Linked DNA regions of Mus musculus: region 2 is linked to region 1. A link is a contact called in public Hi-C data. All regions are on one chromosome and are shown on one strand. The core of a region is the stretch at or near the end of the contact, and the rest is flanking DNA. Distances in the headings are between cores, read along the strand shown. Region 1 has its middle 39 kb from the start of Hif1a. Region 2 holds the start of Hif1a (hypoxia inducible factor 1, alpha subunit).

Region 1 (5,485 bases), core at 986-3,485:
CACAACTTGCTAAGTTGAGAGATAAGTGTGCAACGTGCTAAAATGTATGTTTGAATGAATGAGCTCCTGCAGAAACTGGAAGAGGAGCGAACTAGGGAAGAATTCCAACGGCCAAGTTCCTATAGGGCTTTCCATCTGGGGAAGCTTTAATTGCATATCTTCTCTGTGCAGTTGCTTGTTTTGCTCCTTAGAGTGACTTAGACTAAGTCTCTCATCCTCTGTATAAACATGTCTTTCAAATGCTCTCAACAGAACTCTGTGGTCCCTGCAGAGCCTTCTCCAGTTAAATCTCTTCATGTCCTTTAACCTTAAGGCCTTGTTTCCGTCCTATCTCAGAACTCCTCCTCCTTGCATCTAGTCTCTCAACAGATACCTGTGAGCATCTGCCACTGAGTATGCTGCACAAAGGTCGTGTGTTTGAAACAAAAAGCACAGACAACACTATCCTTTCAATTTGCAAATGTTTTTCTGAAATTGTTAAAGTTAACAGGTCCCAGAGCTGAGACCAGTTGTCCCTTGCTGATTATTTTCGAGGCTTTTCTTCTAATCACTGTTATAAAGTACTGGGCAGGATCCAATATTCATTGTTTGTACAAATATGGCCATGGATTTAGTGCTTTTTTTTTCTTTAAAAAAAAAAAGATTTTAGATAGAAAAAGGTGCCGGATCTAGAACTAGAGTTACATATGTTTGTGAGTCACCACGTAGGTACCAGGAACCAAGCCTGGGTCCTCTGCAAGAGCAACAAGCGCTCTTAACCACTGAGTCGTCTCTCTAGGCTCATACTGTGATTTTATTTTGTGGTACTAAAGCATTAATGCAATTGGAGTATGTACAGTGTATCTCCTGAAGACTTCCAGCTTCTGCAAAGATAATGCATGATATGCTAACTGAAACTTGGTGACCAGAAGTAAACCTGTGCAACCCACCGGGGGTGGGTATTTGGTGGGGGTATCTATGAAAAGCAGGTGCTCTATGAAGCCAGGAGCTGTAACCGGCTTCTTGGGGGCTCAGGTTAAATTGTGTATTCAGTAAAGCACACCACGATTATTTAAGTGGTGAACCCAGAATTTTCTTTTCTCGTTTTTCTTTTTCTATAATTATATATATATATTTTCTCTTTTTAATAATGAAGTAAACCCACAACGAAATGAAGGGACACCAACCTAACTAATAGGAGGAGTTCTTTCATTATAAATGTCTTTCTAATTTATTTATTCACTAAGGCAATCTCCTGGGCTTTAGGAATGACATTCTTCCTTAAGGGAACACAGATGTTCGCCTTAAAATTCTCTATTTGTGACATTTCAATATTGCTATTCTCGTTTTTTTTTCCTAATGAAATTATAAGAAAACAAAATCCGCGTGTCCCACAGCGTTTTGGCTGGGATTCAAAACCTTTCTGTTAAAATGAAACAGCATGCTCTGCAGATCCGACTGCAGAGGCCCTGAGCATGCTCAGCAGCAGTTGTCTGTGATTCAAAGGAAGAAATAAGCCACAGAGAGATGTGTGAGGAAAGACAAGTGGAGGACTTTTTTTTTTTTTTTTTTAAGTTCCAAGGAATCTGCTTGTGTCATGGCCAAGTCTGGGTCCAGCTGCTGCTTTTAGATAGAAATTTAAAACTTCATACCTCACTTACATTTCAATTTCATTTTACTTTTCGATACAAGGACTTGCTGTGGAACCCTGGATGGCCTCAATGAGCTAACTCTCCCAGCTGAGCCTTCTAAGTGTTTGCATGACAGGTGGGCCCTTGGTGTTCATTGAAAGTGGCACATTTATTCGACCTGCATTAAGCACAGTTCATGTAAACAGATCAAGATTGCTTGCGTTTGTACATCCTTAAATGGGTTAAAGATAGGCAATATTTGGCATAGGAGCCAATAGACAATGATTAGCCAACAGGCTAGGATTAAAAAAAAATGTTTAGAAAGGCATGGGTAAACATACTGAGTGTGCACAGGTGAAAACTGGCCCCAGATTTACCAAACCTTACACTTTAACTGGAAACATCTGATCAGTCAGTCAGCTCTCCTGCTTAATACATATTTTTAGTTTGTTTTGTTTTGTGAGCTTCTGTTTGTTTGTTTAGAGGACAGTGTCACCAGGTATAGTCAAGACTGGTCTCAGCTTTGTGATTCTCTGTTCTGGAAATACAGGTATGTACTAGACAGCTGGGTTTATACAATCTGTGGTTTGGTTTTGTTGAGGACCGGGTCATGCTCTATAGCCCAGACTGACCTTGACTTCCTGGTGACATCAGCCTCCCAAGGCCTAGTGTGCTCAGCTGGGTTTTCTGTTCTGCCATGTTAGCCAAACACTGGGCTTTGGTAAAAATGAATGCTTTAAGTGAGCGGAGGAACAAATAAATGCTGTGTCTCTTGGTTGTTTTCTCGTAAAGGTCTGTGTCACTAAATGTTTATGCAGTCTGACACCCACAGTCACCAGGAAGACATGGCCCACCCACCCTGATTAGCACTGTAAACCAAATGCTGCATGGAGCTGCTTGGTGGCATTCTCTCACCACTAACATTTAGTGAAATAGTTTACCTTATAAAGATATTTTTATCTTTAAATTTTATCATGACTAAAGTATGACTTTATTGTTAGTGCTTTTCGAACTCTGCTGTGGCCCCGATCAACAGAGGTGATTCATTTTGATGACCTGGAGTCTTTGCAAGGCATTTTTGAAAATCTGATGGTCTTCGATGATAGCTATAGTCACGTCTCACACATACGGTTAGCCAAAGCCAAATGGATTGCAGTGTGTGTGTGTGTGTGTGTGTGTGTGTGTGTGTGTGAAGCAATGTGGACTTCTGGGGGTTGCTGCTTATTTTATTGTGACAGTATTAGCCTTTGCCTGTCAGTGCATTCTACAGGACTTACCCTCTTCCACTGTTTGAATGACCAACTGATCTTAGGACACCAACTTTGACCACAGAAAAGAAACCCTAGTATGTCCTGCATTAAATCTTTTCTTGAAGTCTTCCCAGTTGCTGCCAGCATGTTGAGTGACCGCCAGCGTCTGATTAACCTTCATAGATCAGCTCCCAGTGTTGTGTAACACACTTAAAAACACAAGAGCTAATAATGCATGATGTCACAGAGACAAAAACACTACAGGCAAAAACTAGCATAAAGCAGATAAGCATTCTCTGGCTGAGCTACAGAATGTGAAAATGTCTTAAAATAATTGAACCTCGCTCCAGAAACACTCTGTACCTGAGGAGAACTGCCCAAACTTGTTTGTGAACAATTCCATTTTATGTCTGTAGACTTTAATACACTAATTCATGTTCTTACAGTTCAATTCATGGTTCATAAATTATTTCGGTGCTTAGACCATTCATTGATCTAAGAGAGTTAAGAGTGTTACTGTTAAAATCAAGTCTTAAAGGTGAGAAAAAAAATCTATTTCTGATCATGGTTATGGGATCAACCTATTTGATTAAAAGCACTTTCTACTCTCCTATGTATATGCACAAAATTACCAGAGCCTCTCCTAAACTTACTGGCAGAGTTAATTGTTTGGGTATCAATGAGGACCACTTGATGGATTAGATGGCAGGAATGTGGGGATGGGTTGGGTGTAACCTCAGCTCTAGTAGAGGAAGCATAGGCATAGAAATTGACAAGGTCACAATTCTAACCTTGACCAAGCTTTCCAACAGAGGCATCACTTGGTCAAAGGAGGATACCCCTCTAGACACCCTTGGCTCTCCTCAGCATGGAGAGTGTCTTAATTAGGGTTTGCTGCTGTGAACAGAAACCATGACCAAGACAAATCTTAGAAGAACAGCATTTAATTGGGGCTGGCTTACAGGTTCAGAGATTCCATCCATGATCATCAAGGCAGGAACATGGCAACATCCAGATAAGCAGATGGTGCAGGAGAAGCTGAGAGTTCTACATCTTCATCTGAAGGCTGCTAGCAGAATACTTGCTCCCAGGCAGCTGAGATGAGGGTATTAAAGCTCACACCCACAAGGCCACACCTACTCCAACAAGGCATACCTCCCAACAGTGTCATTCCCTGGGTCAAGCATATATAAACCATCACAGAGAGGTAGGTTTGGATAGCTGCTATTTAGCACCTACTTTTGTATGTGAAAGGATTTAGACACTTTTCCAGAGTGAGGCCATGGGTTTAGGGTCAAAGCTAAGCTTCTCCATTCAACAGCAGTGTTACTGAGACAGTGTGTATAGAAACATGAAGTGATTATTGTTACATAAGACATATTTATGTACTAAAACCTGGATGGAGGGTGGGCTATAAGGACAGGCTGCCTGATTTTGAGGTGCTGTATGTACCAGCAAAATACAACAGATACACTAAGTATGTAACACATACATGTATCACATGTAAAACAGCTATCTTATTTGAGAATCTGAAAGCCCACACACATGCAAAATAAAAAATCTACTACACATAACTGTTATAATATTCAATGTTCAGCAAGTGAGTGGATAAAGAAACTGATATATTCAGATGATAAGACTTCATTTAATGATATTAAAAATGAGCAACCAGGTTACAAAGAGACACTAGTATTAAATGACAAATAGAGCCAAACGAAAGAGGCCAGTCAGAAAGGCCTCATATTTTTTTATTTTTACTATAAGATATTCTGGAAACGGCAAAACTACAGAGGTGGTAAAAATGTCAGGGGTTTCCCAGAGCCCAGGAAGAGGGGAGGGACATTAAATAGAGAATTTCTTAAGGCCGTGAAGCTGTTCTATATGGTGCTGTGAATGTGCGTAACTGATATTGTACGTGTGTCAAAATCCATAGGATATTATAGTATCGGTAGTAACCATATAATGTGCAAATCTAAACCTTGCGGGAAGTTGAGAGCTCCTAAGAGGGAAGGCAGGAAGTGACAATACTGTCTAATTACATGAAGATGAAAGAAACAGCGTCACTAAAAGGGATGGAGATAGAGTTGGGAAAGGGTAAAGCCAAAAAAAAATAGATATAGACTGTATTAATGGGCATTTCCTCATTCTGTCAGTGAGAGAACCCAGAAAGCAACGACACCCCAGCAAGAAGGGAGTTTTGGTTCTTATGCCATTCTCCAGTTAAAGGAACCAGGCAGGGATCCTGGAGAACCTTGCTGATTCTAGGTTTGGGTCAGCATGTGCATAAGAAAATCTTGGAAAGCCTTGTAGTAACAAAAACTAAGGAAGTGTTGTACACCCAGCCACTCATCACCACATACACACCAGCCATCTTGATCTTGGATGACATCAGATGAGATGGAAGATGGTGGACGTTCCAGAGAGAGTGATTTCCTCAATGCTCAACAGATTGAGATAGAACACAAGGGAGTGGCCACCAGAGGAAATAACATCCCCAATGCCCATGGCATCTCTTTTGCCTGGCAAGGCATAGATTAGTCTAATCATTTTTGGGGAAACTAAAGCTATTCATATTCAAATTCTATGCTCCAGTGATTCCCCTTATAAAAAATATACTCAATAAAA
Region 2 (5,485 bases), core at 1,990-4,489, 40 kb after region 1:
CTTCTTAGTGAATTCTTTTTGAAGAAGCCTGTCCAGGCTGGTCACATGGAGCAGGGGTAAGATCACTGGCCGTGCCAACCCAGTGGCCTGAGCTCCATCTCTGGATGGAAGGCAAAACTGACTCCTGAAAGTTGTCCTCTGATCTCCATGGGTGTGTCACTTTCAGAATGAGAAAGTGCTACTTTCAAATTTTCTATTTGTATTTTGCATACACTCAGACAATCATCTTTACTTTTTTGGACTCCTGTTAAGAAAAACATGTTTAATACTTCCATTTTCTAAACACATTCTTCCAAAATTATATGCTTTTATCATTGTTATTGTTACAAATATACAAAGAAAAAGGAGAAGAGGAGGAGGGGTGGGGAGAGGACGAGGTAGAGGAAAAGGAAGAGCAGATGCGAATGCTAAGCTAGGAATCACTTTTTAACACTCATCTTCCCTGCAGTTTGATGTCGTTTAAACTGTGTGCACTTGGCATGTTTTGCTTTCAGAAGGCTCATTGCTCCATATTTTTTGTAGTAGTTTAAATTCAAATTTTACCCTGACTCCCTTGTGAGTCACTGCCAATTAGGTCAAAGGTCATTGGAGTCATTTTACAATGCTCTCTTAAACTCCTTAGTAAGGTCTGCAAAGTGAGTTGGAGTGGACCTTGGACAGTTGTGCAGATTGTGAAATGAGGGAAGAAGACTGCTCACGCAGATGCACTTATTTGGTAGCAACAGAAATGCATGTGTTAATAGGTAGCTCATAAAAAGAGTGATTTTAACTTTATTCAATAAGAATATTTGCCTTTTAGGGATCTGTTAGCAGGATTATCAGAATTAGGAGATAGTATTTGGCACTTTTGTATCTTAACTACTTGGTTAAATATTACTGTTCTCCATGGTGGTATCTATTTATGGCCATGCACAAAATATGATAAATTGTAAATTTTTACAAAGGGAAACGGAAGCTTGAGGAAATTGTAATACATATTCAAAAAATCTTGTCCACTGAATTATCATTCTGTTTAAACTTTCCAAAATGCTTTAAAAAAAAAAACCTTTAAGTGAGTTGGACCTGCTATTACGCAAAGCTCATATTTTTATTCCAAGAACATTATATTCTACAGCTGTGATCCCTGACCAGCGAGAACTGCTTAAGTTATAAGACAAGAACAATTGGTGCTTTCAGTAACTGCCCTCATTTATGGAGATGCAAACATTCTGGGAAGTTACAATGTCGGGAAAAAAGGGAGTCTGTAAGCATTCACACTAACACCACTGGCACTTAAACAGTTGAAACTGGTCAGTCTACAGAGGCATGACCAACTGCCACTAGCATGAATTTGGGGATAACAAGAACAATACTCCACAGCATTTAATGATGGCTTCCTATTGCCCTATGTGGTTTCAAGTGATTTTTCTGTTTTATAACCATCAGTAGTGCTGCAGCGTAAGTACCATCTTCTCCATTTTACAGATGAATAAACTGAGGCACAGAGAGGTTAAATGACTGGCACTGGTGCTTACAACCGAGCTCACTCTGAATTCTGCAGCCATTGTTCTTAACACTGTACTTTCAGGGTGTTACACTACATATGTGTAATATATATATATGTATATATATATACACACAAATATATGTATATATATACACACATATACATATATATATGTATGTATGTATATGTATATATATTTCCATGATTAAAAACAAAACAAAATGAAAAACAAGTAATTAGTTTTGGTCTTTTACTCTTTTTATATATACCCTGTAGCTCTTTCAGAGGTATGTTCTAGATTTCAAACAAAAATAGTGCTCAAATCTATTTATATAGTCCTAACTTCTTTTTTGAAGCCAGGGCCTTGTGCATGCTAGACCACTCCTCTACTACCGAGCTAAATCTCCAGCTGTAATCATATCTTTATGAGTATTGAGTTGCTTCATGCATTGTTTATTGTCTTATTAGACCTGGACATTATGTGTATTTCTAGAGGGCATTGTTTTTGGATTTGAATGCAATTTAAATGTACCATAGATATCTACATTATTATACAACCCAAAGTTAGATTGTAACAATGTACTAACAAGGCAAAGAAGAGATACTAAACAGTCTAGTGTCAGGTCAGTTTCAGAGACCCCAGATTCAGACTCAGTTGTGTCTATAACACGTGTGTGTGTGTGTGTGTGTGTGTGTGTGTGTGTGTGTACACACACGGGCACGAAGTGTTCCTTTGTTGGGCTTGGAATACTTTTAAAACAAACACACACCATACCCACAGACCTAACATTTATGCTTCCAAAGACCGACTAAAAATGATGGCTTTAATCCATAGCTCCCAGCATAGCCGGTGAGCAGTCCTGTCAAGGTCTGTAGGTTGAAGGACTTGTTCTTCTTTCAGTCTAAACAGTGAACTAAACTCAGTCTGAAACAATTCTTGCACCTTTTCTGCATCCATTTAAGATGATCTTTGTCAGTTTTTAAAGCAACATGAAAGCAAAATAAGTCTATTCAATGCCTTTTCCTGTCTTGTCAAATTCAGGCTTGTGCTCTCACTTATTGAAGCTGTTGTTTATTTGTAAATGCTTAAGATAGTTTATTTTTAAATGGCCCTGCAACTTCCCTCCCCTTGAGAGGTTTGGCAAGACGGATTTGTTTTATATTTTTATCTGCATTTGCTCAGTAGTCAAACTTTGGCCCAGAAAATCTTAATCACTTGGAGACTTCCCTTGTTGTGTAGCAAAGAGCGGAGACTGGAGACTGAGTGGTGTCGGTCACCTGGGAAGGAGGGACCCCACTCTAACATCAGGGGGGCTGGCTGCCAGAACGCAAAGTTGGCTTTTTTTTTTTCAACTGGAAACTCGGGCGGGATGGGCGGCGACCGGGTCCAGCCACGCAGCTAAGGAGTAAGCGAGCCTCAGAGAACTCTATAGAGAGCCGGGGCGGTGCGAGCCAGGCTCGGACCCAAGCTTGGCAGCCCACTCGCTCCAGCAGCGCCTCCCAAAGCCAGACGCAGCTTTCCATTGAAGGTGCAGAGACCCCCCCACCCCCAGACCTGGGCTCAGCCGCACCCGTCGCTCGCCCCTTTTTCTTCCCTCCCTAGCTGCACACAGACAAGCACGTGAGCGGGGCAGCTCGTCCCAGCTGGGGCTCAGCTGACCTCCTCCTGATTGGCTGAGAGCAACGTGGGCTGGGGTGGGGCCTGGCCGCCTGCGTCCTTCACCATTGGCTCTCCGGGAACCCGCCTCCGCTCAGGTGAGGCGGGCCCGCGGGCGCGCGCGTTGGGTGCTGAGCGGGCGCGCGCACCCCTCGGCTTTTCCCTCCCCTCGCCGCGCGCCCGAGCGCGCCTCCGCCCTTGCCCGCCCCCTGCCGCTGCTTCAGCGCCTCAGTGCACAGAGCCTCCTCGGCTGAGGGGACGCGAGGACTGTCCTCGCCGCCGTCGCGGGCAGTGTCTAGCCAGGCCTTGACAAGCTAGCCGGAGGAGCGCCTAGGAACCCGAGCCGGAGCTCAGCGAGCGCAGCCTGCAGCTCCCGCCTCGCCGTCCCGGGGGGCGTCCCGCCTCCCACCCCGCCTCTGGACTTGTCTCTTTCTCCGCGCGCGCGGACAGAGCCGGCGTTTAGGCCCGAGCGAGCCCGGGGGCCGCCGGCCGGGAAGACAACGCGGGCACCGATTCGCCATGGAGGGCGCCGGCGGCGAGAACGAGAAGAAAAAGTAAGCCGGGCCGCCGCGTTCCGTGGACTGGCTTTTTTTTTTTTTTTTTTTTTGTCTCCGCTCCCCTTCCGTCCCCCCCAGCCTCACGCGCCGGGCTCCCCCGCGGTCCACGTCGCCATCTTGGCGCTGGGGGTGGGAGTCGCGGGCCCTGCGCTCGGCGGGGCTGGGGTCTCCGCCCCGGACACCCGCCCCGCGCCGTCGCAGCCCAGCCTGCCCCGCGCGCCCATCCGGCCGAGCCGGCCAGGGCCGAGTACGCCTCTAGCTCCCGCGCCTTCCCTCCCCGTCCTCCGCGTTAGCCGCGAGCAGCGGGCCCCGGGCGGACCCTGTGCGCGCTGCCAGCTTCCTGGGGTCGAGGCCCTCCGAGGCCGACCCGGGGCTCCCCCGAGCCGCCTCGCTGCGCCGCGGCCGCCGTTGCCTTTGTAGGTTAGGGAGTTTCTTCTGGGGGCCCGAAGACGCTAACTTTCTAGTTTGCACGTGCGGGTTTGGTTGTAATCTGGAAAAACTTGCCTCCATCAGAGTAACGGGAATTTAGGAAAATGGCATCATTGTAAACAACTTCCAATTTCTACAAACTTGTGTTTGCATCACCTGTCAGGAGAGCCCAGACGTTATGTATCAATATGTGGCTGCCTCGTTCACTCCTGAAAATAACTTACGGATAGTTTTGGTTAAATTTAGGCCGGTAATTTCATGGAGTGGGGGCTATATATGATGAAAGCCGTCGGTTAAAATACTGAAAATTTATTGGAACACCTGAAAAGAATTGTTTCCAAAAACCATACATCTGAAGTGTGAAATCTTCCATGAGAATTCAGTGTAAGTTTATGAAACATCTTGTGGTTTGAGTCTAAGGAGAACATTTTAGAATTGAGTACAGCTAGTGGTGGTAAGATCGACCCCTGCCGCCAGCACACAATTTTGTCTACTTCGATATTTTAACCTTGAGAAAATCAGTTTAAGGAGTTGAAGGTTTGTAGTAAGAGCTGTGGTTACAAGGCTGGCTTAATTTGCTGTTAAGTCCTTCTAGTCTTCTGGAAGAGATTAATTCCCCTTATCCATATCAGCAGAAGAGATAAACTTACTCATTTTCCTGCTGTTCTGGACACCCCTTCCTTGTCTTGGTCTTTATTCCATAAAAGGTCCAGGTCTTAGTTTGTGTGCACCCAAAGGAAGCACTTTGGAAATGTTTTAAAGTGTTCATGCAAGTCTAGACTTAACTCCACGAGTTACCAGAATTAGTTGCAATTAATTTTGCAGAACTGACTACAATGCTTTTGATGAAATGATGGGCTGCTATTCTCTAAACCTTAGGCAGATTGCCATTGTGTACTCACTGTCCTTATTAAATGCTAAATTATATTAATACACTACACCAAGTTATACACCAATCACTTCTCTTTCTTATACGCTGATTTTTTTTTAATTTAAATCAAAAGTAGTTTCATAATGGATAAGTAAGCTAGTTGTGTATCGGGCCCAGTTCTAAATGGTTTTTAGGCTTTCCTCAGAGCCATCTGTTAATTTTTTTCTCATTTGAGATGTTAGCAGCTTTAGATCAGATGGGATTATATTTCTTAATATAGAGGTTCTTAATATCACTAAAAGATAATAAACATGAGTGATGGGCCACTCAACAACACTTATAGGTGCCATTTATTAAATATGTCTTTTTGTAATCACAATTTCATTGAAAGATTGAGAAGTAAAAACTTTCTTTCTCCAATTATTCCACCTTAAATGAGCCTCCAAAGTGAACCTGGGGGAAAGGATTTGGCTTTTTTAAATAGA

The links. A called contact is a pair of places that touch in the nucleus more often than the background predicts.
Region 2: a Hi-C map of liver shows a contact between it and region 1, with 5 times the contacts expected there. The contact joins the promoter of Hif1a here to the enhancer-like site in region 1. A contact is called at or near these places in 7 of 39 promoter capture datasets (the 3T3-L1 cell line, 3T3-L1-derived adipocytes, embryonic stem cells and 3 more), 10 of 484 Hi-C or Micro-C datasets (Sertoli cells, brain, cerebellar granule neurons and 4 more), 4 of 115 datasets of contacts at active chromatin or transcription factors (the SCID.adh cell line, bone marrow-derived dendritic cells, embryonic stem cells and 1 more) and 3 of 9 other capture datasets (adipose tissue, liver and pancreatic islet).

What each region holds. Positions count from the first base shown.
Region 1 is chr12:73,865,691-73,871,175 of GRCm38.p6, forward strand. No RefSeq gene overlaps it. Among named protein-coding and RNA genes, the nearest start is that of Hif1a, 39 kb to the right of the region's middle. Within about 2 kb of position 2,236, at least 13 of the 459 cell types and tissues checked have an H3K27ac peak or open chromatin away from gene starts, as enhancers often do. A contact at or near this core is called in hepatocytes and liver, where this site is marked.
Region 2 is chr12:73,904,628-73,910,112 of GRCm38.p6, forward strand. It overlaps Hif1a (hypoxia inducible factor 1, alpha subunit), which reads left to right and starts at 3,240. Exons shown (of 15, transcript NM_010431.2): 1 at 3,240-3,697. The coding sequence starts at 3,663.